Linked DNA regions of Sus scrofa: regions 1 and 3 are each linked to region 2. A link is a contact called in public Hi-C data. All regions are on one chromosome and are shown on one strand. Each heading gives the region's core, a stretch centred on a gene start, on an enhancer-like site or on the middle of the called end of the contact. The rest is flanking DNA. Distances are from core to core; before and after follow the strand shown.

The links. A called contact is a pair of places that touch in the nucleus more often than the background predicts.
Region 1: a Hi-C map of skeletal muscle shows a contact between it and region 2, with 2.3 times the contacts expected there. The contact joins the enhancer-like site here to the promoter of INSR in region 2. A contact is called at or near these places in 1 of 5 promoter capture datasets (fetal skeletal muscle), 5 of 47 Hi-C or Micro-C datasets (epiblast stem cells, fetal heart ventricle, heart right ventricle and 1 more) and 1 of 2 datasets of contacts at active chromatin or transcription factors (skeletal muscle).
Region 3: a Hi-C map of skeletal muscle shows a contact between it and region 2, with 7 times the contacts expected there. The contact joins the enhancer-like site here to the promoter of INSR in region 2. A contact is called at or near these places in 3 of 5 promoter capture datasets (fetal liver, fetal skeletal muscle and liver), 31 of 47 Hi-C or Micro-C datasets (adipose tissue, alveolar macrophages, blood and 16 more) and 2 of 2 datasets of contacts at active chromatin or transcription factors (alveolar macrophages and skeletal muscle).

What each region holds. Positions count from the first base shown.
Region 1 is chr2:71,903,982-71,906,681 of Sscrofa11.1, reverse strand. The region is part of intron 10 of INSR (insulin receptor); the gene reads right to left. Among named protein-coding and RNA genes, the nearest start is that of INSR, 110 kb to the right of the region's middle. Within about 2 kb of position 1,376, at least 14 of the 83 cell types and tissues checked have an H3K27ac peak or open chromatin away from gene starts, as enhancers often do. A contact at or near this core is called in skeletal muscle, where this site is marked.
Region 2 is chr2:71,795,946-71,798,645 of Sscrofa11.1, reverse strand. INSR (insulin receptor) reads right to left here and starts at 1,437. Exons shown (of 21, transcript XM_021083942.1): 1 at 868-1,437. The coding sequence starts at 967.
Region 3 is chr2:71,870,025-71,872,922 of Sscrofa11.1, reverse strand. All of the region lies in intron 2 of INSR (insulin receptor), which reads right to left. Among named protein-coding and RNA genes, the nearest start is that of INSR, 74 kb to the right of the region's middle. Within about 2 kb of position 1,317, at least 48 of the 83 cell types and tissues checked have an H3K27ac peak or open chromatin away from gene starts, as enhancers often do. A contact at or near this core is called in adipose tissue, alveolar macrophages, fetal liver and 5 more, where this site is marked.

The DNA.
Region 1 (2,700 bases), core at 127-2,626, 110 kb before region 2:
TTAATATTTCCCACCTCTCTGAAAGTTTCCAATTGAATAGCTCATGGTTATCTAGAAAATTCAACATATTACAAGTTTTATGTCACTTTCTTTACTTCTAGTTACTTGTGGGTATTTCCCTTTGATTATATTTACCAAAAATTTAGCTATATTGACTTTTCCCTCCCTCCCCAAAATATTATATTTTACATTCTAAGTTTTTTTTTTTTTTTCTTAAATGGTTACGAAACCATTTAAGTCTAATAATTTGCAATGAAGTTCAGCTTTGGCCATATTCTACAAGTGAGGGTACGTGATATTCACATTTCTGTTATATTCCAAGTAGATTTTAACCAGTTTTCATTTCAACTTTCACCCAATAGATAATGTAAGTGGCTCGCTTTTAATCACCAGGCAGTAGAGTCTTTTGTTCAAACTTCCGACTTTATCTTTAGTTTTTATTGCCCTGTAGTCAGAAATCAAATCCTATTTAGGGGGTCCTAAGATTTTCTTTGTGGTCTTTTTGTCTGAAAAGACCAATGACATTTTTGAATGGGAACCAAACCTATTAAACCAAAGCTACACCCCTTGAATTAGCAAGATTCAGCACGTGTCTATACACATACAAACAGGCCTTCCAAAAACGATGGAGACACTTGTGCCTCATGAGTAACTACTGAGAAACTGATCTCAACAAAGGGAAACATAAATGGTCTCAAATAGACCAAATATACATACACCTGGAGGATTTTACCCCCAAAGACCACTCCTTGGTCATAAAAGACCCCCCACGACAAAGCATCAACTAATCTCTCCCACGCATTCAGCATTTTATTATCTCATAATCCCACTAGACCAGTGGTTCTCCAACCAGGAGTGATTCTGCCCTCGACCCTACCACTGAGGGCACATCTGGCCTGTCTGGAAGGAATTTTGGTTGGGACGGTGTGCTACTGGCTTCCAAGGAGTCAGAGACCCAGAGGTGTCGCTCAACATTCTACAATATGCAGGCCAATCCCCACAACTGAGAAGGATATGGCCCCCAAATGGCAAAAGGTCCGAGGCTGAGAAACCCTTGCCTGGATCAAATTTCTAGACCTTTCTTTACTACAGATTATACTCCACGCGGCCAGTAGAGGGCAGATCCGGGCCGCACACGGCCTGAAATAAATAAACCCTCCGCTGAAAGAATAAAATCCCTCCGCATGGTTCCCCCCCACCCCGCCTTTCCAGTCTCCTCTTCGGTTCCTCCCCAGACTCCAGGATTCTTTCTGCCCTCTTGCCTGTTCCCAAGCTCTCTCGCCTGGACAGGCCTTTAAGACACAGGTGAAAGGGGAGCCTCCGTGACTGCTGTCAGTATAATTCAGGGTTTCGGCACACCTGTTCTCACAGCTGTCGTCCTGAACTTGTCGCCCCAAATAAAAAGGGTCAGCTCCCAGATCAGCCTTCCCTACCACCTGCAGGGCGTGGTGTCCACGCTGGGTGCCAGGTACAGTTCTGCACACACGGTGGGCATCGATAAATAAATGTCGTGAGTGAAATGCATGGAAGAAAATGGGTGGCATCTAGGAGGTGCCTAGAAAGTATTCCCTTGGTTCTATGTTTTAGTAAGAGTGTGTTAGTTAAGATGTTTTCCCCCCACGTTCATGCCCAGACCCCGTTTCAGGGTAAAGGCATTTAACGTGTGGATTTGTGAAGCATCCCATCTCCGCAGACCAGCACCATGCATGCATCAAACCACAGAAGCCCCTGAGGTCTCAAGGGAGCACAACATGCTTGCTGGCCCACGGGCCACCGTGCTGTGTGGCCACCAGGGGCCACTCGGTCGTCCCACAGGTGAGTCATACCTAGCGTCCTCGGCAGCAGGGCCTGAAGAGGATTTTCTGTAAAAACAAAACCAGCCGCTTTGAGGACAGACAGAACTTGGAGAGACCTCTTGCTTCTGACACTCTGGTAGCCACATTCTATGCCAGCAGCCCAAGGGCGCCTTGCCCTTGGCCATGGACCACTTTCTCCCCGTCACTTGAACCACATCCTCTCCAGCAGGTGCGGTGAACACAGCAAGCGGGTGTGTGTGTGGTGGCAGCAGTGGGAGTAGGGGGATGATCAGAGAAAACACCCCCCACCCAGAGACATGGGCACCTGAGGTTCCTGTGAGATGTCACAGTTGACCACCTTTAAACCTCACAGCTGACTCAGCTCCTTTCTTAAGTCTGGCAGTGTTTTAACAGGTAAAACAGTAACTGGCTCAGTGCCTGCGCTGGGCCATTTAGTGTTCTTCTGGACTCAGGGTCAGGGATAAGAATGCAAGCGACAAAAGAAGAAATGTTATATATTGATAATTCTGGGGAAACATCTACCAGGAGCTAAGCCAGGCCTTTGACGAGACTCGTTTTAGAATCTTATTTTATCCCAATGTAAACTTTTTTTTGGGGGGGGGGGTGATCCACTTTGCAAACAGCCAATTGTATTGGACATTTCTGGGTAGCCACCTGGTGATGTCTGGGGCGGGGGGCAGCTGAAAGTCCACAGCACATGTTTGCTTCAAAAACCTGGGCAGAGTCAGCAAAAAACACAGGCTAAGGGGGGGTTGGCAGCGAAGGAGATAGTAACTGCTTCAGTGGGTTACTGGAAAAATTCATGAACCCGTAAGATTTAGGCAGTGCTTAATCGCCATCTAGTGGCTGGAGGCCAGGGATGCTGCTCAACATCCTACAAGGT
Region 2 (2,700 bases), core at 188-2,687:
TTGGGCCAGAGTCACTGGAGAGGTTCAAGTCCTCCCTCTGGCACTGACTTTGGGGCCAGGGAGTTAGTATCCTCCCTGAGCCTCAGTTTATTCCTCTGTGAAATGGACTAACAACAGTATCAGCCTCGAGGGGCTCGCTTCAGGGGTCCAGGGAGGTAATACCCACCAGCCAGAGGCATCTGGTGACACTAACCAGAAGAATCATAAAAGCAACACCATTCTGCCACTGCAACTGTGCTGTTGCCAAGGCGCTAGAGTTTGCCTCCCGACATCTGGAAACAGAACCCAAAAGTGGAAACACGGACCTGAAGTCAGGAGTAGCCCTGAGTCTACAGACACCAGGAAGAAAGGGGTAGATGCTACAATTACCGGCCCTGGGTCGCATCACCTACCAGCTGGGACCCCCAAGGGGCCCCCCCACCCCAAGTCGGTCACTCTCCACTCTGGCTCCAAACCGTGTGCGTCCCGGGCATTTGGCTGCCTGAGGCTATCCAGTGACCCTCCACTTCTGGGAGGCGACCCAGAGAGGACGCGTGGCCGTCTCCGGAGCCAGTTGGGCTCCTGGAGGTCCAGGCACGGGTTCGAGGAGCGCTCCGCAGAGGGGCCCGCGGAGAGGCAGGCACTGGGGCAAGGTTCCTCCAGCCCGGTGCCCGCACGCGGGGCGTGGAGCTGCGAGCCCGGGCGGGCAAAGGCCAAGGTCAGCGGCTTCCCGAGCCCCCCCTCCCCGCCGCGGAGCTGGAGCGACTGTCCCGGCTACCAGCCCTCCCACAGAGGAGGGTTCTCAGGCCACAGCGGGGGTTCCATTTTGGCAAAGGGTCCCCTCCCCAACGCGCTGCTTCCCGCCCACTCCCAGACCCCCAGACTCACCCTCTCCAGGGTACAGGTGGCCCGCGGCGCTCACCAGCAGCGCGGCAACGGCCACCAGCAGCGGCAGGGCCGCCGCCCCCCGCCTGCCCCCAGCGCCCATAGCTGTGGGAGCGCGGGGTCCGGGAGGATCAGAGCGCGCGGCGCTGGCCCGCGGGGTGCATGCTCCAAAGCGGCCGCCCGAGAGGCACTTGGGGCCGCACGTCCTTCTCTTCTACGCCGGCGGACCACTGGCCACAGACTCCGCCCGGGAGGGCCCTCAAACAGCCCCGGGAGGGCCCTCGAAACAGCCCCAGGAGGGGAGCGCGGCCTCTGCCGCTACAAATCCGGTGGCGCGGCCCGGTGGAGGCGGCCCCGACTCCGGGCCACCGCGGCCGGGCCCCGTCCCGCGATCTCAGGGCTCGGAGCCCCGCGCTGCGCCCCTGCCTCCCGGCTCTCGGCCCCGAGCGCTCGGGGGCTGAGGTCTTCGGACGCGCCAACAAACGGACGCGCAGACAAACGGACGTGCGGACAGGCGGGCGGGCACCTGGGCTGGCGGGTGGCGGGCGGGCGGCGGGAGCGAGGGCTGCTCGGCCCGTAAACAACGCGGCCCGTCAGCTGGGCCCCGTGCGGGCCGCCGCAAAAGACGGCGCGGATCCGGACTCGGAAGGGACTCGGCGCCGGGGAGAGGCCCGAGAGGGGTGGAGGGAGGACGGGCCGGGGGGCGGAGGCACCACCCCGCCCGCCCGCCCGCCAGCCAGCCTCCCTATCCTGGGCCCCGCGCAGGAGGGCCCCGCGCTGGAGGCCCCCGGCGCGCCCTAGCCGAGGGGGCGCCCCAGGTCCCTGCCCAGCCGGAGCGCCCCGTACAGCCCCGCGACTCTCGTCTCAGAGCCTGGGGGCGCTGCAGATGCCCTATCCCGCGAGTAACGTTTTGCTATTTTGTTCACCGTAGACTTTGGAGGATTCGTTTTGATGTTTAAAAAAAATGCATTAAAATATTATTTATCTTGGCTCCACGGTTTTTGGGTACTCCTTTAAATGTTACGCTCGCCTCGCCCTCGTTCCCGTCCTGCTCGGGGAAGCTGGTCCCAGAGCGCGCGCGGGCGCCCCAGCTGTCCTACGGGGAGCTCGCCCCTGCCCCACACCAGGCCCCTGGGGACAGCCACGTGCAAGCTCGCCCCAGGAGCTCAAAGTACTCAGTGGGCAGGCACTCTCCGGCTCGGCCTGTGATTCAAGTTGGAGAACTGACCCTTGAGGCGATGTCCAGAACCTCGACAAAATACAAAGCAGGCGCTGGAGATCTTGGCTAAAGCACAGGTAGACACACCCAATTTTCAGTACACAGACCTAGAGTCCACGTGTGTTTTGAATGTCTGGCAAAAGTCATTCACGAATTCGGTATGATAGTGATCAAAGCACCTTGCTGGAGAGGGGAGAGGGGACGTTCCTAATGGAGTGGGAATCAGGCTCCCTCTGCCTTCACTTCCAGTGTGGTCTCCAATGAGTAACTGCTCTCTGGATTGGCCTCACCAGGAAGATGCCTGTAATAATACCTGCGTGGCAGATGTGGGGAGTTGCTGGGGCGGGGGGAAGCACGAGAAAGCCACCAGCATCACTCTTGGTTGAGCGTGTTCATTCTTTCTCTATTAAACAAATAGAAGTTTGCACTGTCCTTCTAACCCACACCTACTCCTGCCTCCAGGCCTTTACCCTGGCTGGTCCCCCTGCTTGAACCTCCAAGGTCTGGCTCCACCTCTCAGCTCCCATGAACCTTCCTCTTTTTTTTTTTTTCCCGTGAACCTTCCTTGACCATGCTTTGCAAATGCTGCCCCCCCATACCTCCTCCCTTTTTTTCTC
Region 3 (2,898 bases), core at 68-2,567, 74 kb before region 2:
AAAAGACATCAAAATTAAGTTACCAATTTATATACAGGTAAGAGTACTAGCTGAAATAGAAACAAAGGCAGTGCAGCCCGGTAAATAACATGCTTACAAAATACAGCCACTTTTTGATTCTTTGCCTTTTAAAGTTCAAATCAATTTGGTCTTTCTCAATTAAAAAGCTACATGGTAAAAAGAAGCTACATGGTAAAAAAGCTACATGGTAAAAAAACTTTTTTTCAAAACCCCCTATTAAATGTTTCCATAGCACGACATATGTTAATAACATTTTGCTACATTCCTTTCCAAAGCCTGTAGCTAAAAAAAAAAAAAAAAAAACCTCAAGATTTATTATTCCAAAAAGTACTGCTTTCCAGAAATTTCCAAAGGGAACAGTTGCGTCATGAGGCTGCAGACACATTCACCACAGGGCCCCGTGGCTCTCCCTGAAAGTGTGAATTTTATAAACTCCTTAAAATTATTTACTCTGTTTCCATCCAAAGACTTTCTGGGCCGCACCCGCCCCAAACCCTGACAACGTAGGTTCGAGTCCCCGGAGCCCCCGGGGCGCGGGCAGCAAATTGTCGGGAAATTCCTCCCTTTGGAATATGGTTGATTGAATGGTGGGGTGGGGGGCTGGGTGAACTTTTGACAGGTGGTACACAGACGCCCTTTTGAGAGTGCGGTCCCCCCAAGAAGTGGCGACCACAGGAGTTCACATCTTTGAAGCAAGGAAGCTCCCCCTTTCCTTCCCCAATAATGCTGCCCCCGCGCGCGTTCAGATTCTCTTCCCAGATGCGTTTGGAGTTGCGGAGCTCTTCGGGGAAATACGGCTCAGGCCAGCCAGAATAGAGGTGGAGCCCCCCAGGGGGCGGGGAAGAGGGCCCTGCCCCCCACTAAAACAGCCTCAGGATTGGTCAGTTTCAGGCATCTATGTGCGTGTTCAAGAAAGGTGGATCCAGGGCGGGCTAAGCCCCGCCCCCGCGAGCCACCAGCGCCCGCGAAGCACAAAGCCCGTGGCGCGCTCCGCTCCGTGAAATCCATGCCCGGCAGTGGCGGCAGCCGCAGCGCCGCCCTCGCGCTCGGCCAATGGGCGGGCGTGCTGCCGGGGCGCTGGCCCCGCCCCCGGGCGCGCGGGGCTCAGCTCGCCCGACTGGCGCTGGATCCCTGACCGTCGCTGGTCGGTCCGCTCCCCGAGCCCCGGGAGGGCCTCTCGAGGGTGCAGACCTTGCAGGGCGGGCCCGCAAAGAATGGAGCTTTGGAAGTTAAAGTAAAGGAGAAAGCGAGTGTGCGGGCTTCCTCAGCAAACACCGGGCGGCTTGGGCCGTGCGCGGAGCTGGGCGTGTGCCCAGATCAGGTCACCGCGTGGCAGGCAGCGCCCGGGACGGCCGAGGGGCACCGTGGCTCCAGGCCTCATTCGGGAGGAGCCCAGAGAGGGGCAGCTGCCCGCCAAGGTCATACAGCAAAATCTCCCAAATTGGGGGCGAAGGGGGTGTGGCAAGAGAAGAGTCCGCACCCGGAGACCGTGTTCTCTTGGACCCAACCCTCAATGTTCCACCCACCACTCGCCCAGAATACCAAGAACCATACTCATAAATTACATTCTTACGAAAACTTACAGGGTTTCATTTCGGGGTGCCCTGCAGCCAACGTTCCTCCTGTATTTGAAAAAGTCCACCTAAACTGCCAGTTCCAAGACCGAGGCATACGAATGGACATTCTCTAACGCCTCCCTCTCCCCCGCAGAAATACACTTTAAAATGTATATTCCGTTTGCAGAATACAACATTCAACCCACATCGGTTAATAAAGCTCTTATTAATAACCCTATTACTCAAACAACCATCTCCATTACAGATGGAGACACTGAAGCACAAAAGGATTGCTTTGCTAATGCCAGCAGAAACTGGAACCCAGGTCTCCCAGAGAGGCTGGGCTTACACTGTGGGTTTAATTCATAGTGTTTCCCATCCTGGCCCACTTGGATTTGGCCCCTTCCTGGCACTGAGATGCCAAAAACGTCTAGAGATCCCAGCTCTACTCTCCCCATAGGCACAAGAGAGATGGACAAGCCCTGTGAAAGGGAGGCTTCTTACTACATCTGTCATATGGCTGTGTCCCAGTGCCATGAACACACAGTAGGTGCACAATAAAGCTCATAGGAAAGAAAAAAAAAATGGTGAGGGGAATCAGGTGACTGCCTTTATCCCAGCTGGAGAGAGAATCAGGTGACTGCCTTTATCCCAGCTGGAGAGGGTCAGTACGTGAGAATGGGTGAATCATCAGGGCTGCCTTTAACTATAAACAGGGCAAAGTACAGAGGAAAAGGTGTGGGACATCAGGCCAGACAGGACCGTTTGGGAACCCTAGGGGCTTGGACTCTGCCATCACAGGAGGAGCCACAGGAGGGCTTCAACCAGAAAAGACACCACCAGATCCACATTTGGGGCCACTTTTCTGACTCTCTGGTGGATGGCTGAAGAAGGCAATGGCAGAGGGAACAGAGAGGAAGAGGCTTGGCTTCTGAAGCCGTTAGGGAGGTGAGGTCATCAAGACTTATCACGTGGATGACTCCCAAGTTTCCACTTTGGGCAGGTGCACAGGACTCACAAAAAGAACCACAGACTGGCGAACCCGACTAGAATCCATGAAGATGCAGGTTTGATCCCTGGCCTCGCCCAGTGGGCTAAGGATCCGGTGTTGCTGTGAGCTGTGGTGTAGGTTGCAGACATGGCCCGGCCTGGATCCTTACAGCTCCGATTTGATCCCTAGCCTGGGAACCTCCATATGCCACGGGTACTTCCATATGGCCCTAAGAAGACAAAAAAAAAGAACCACAACCTAAGAAGCCGGGTGCTCAAACTGGGATGATTTGGGTTGGAGGTGTGGAGTCTAGGATGTTGGGACTTCTGC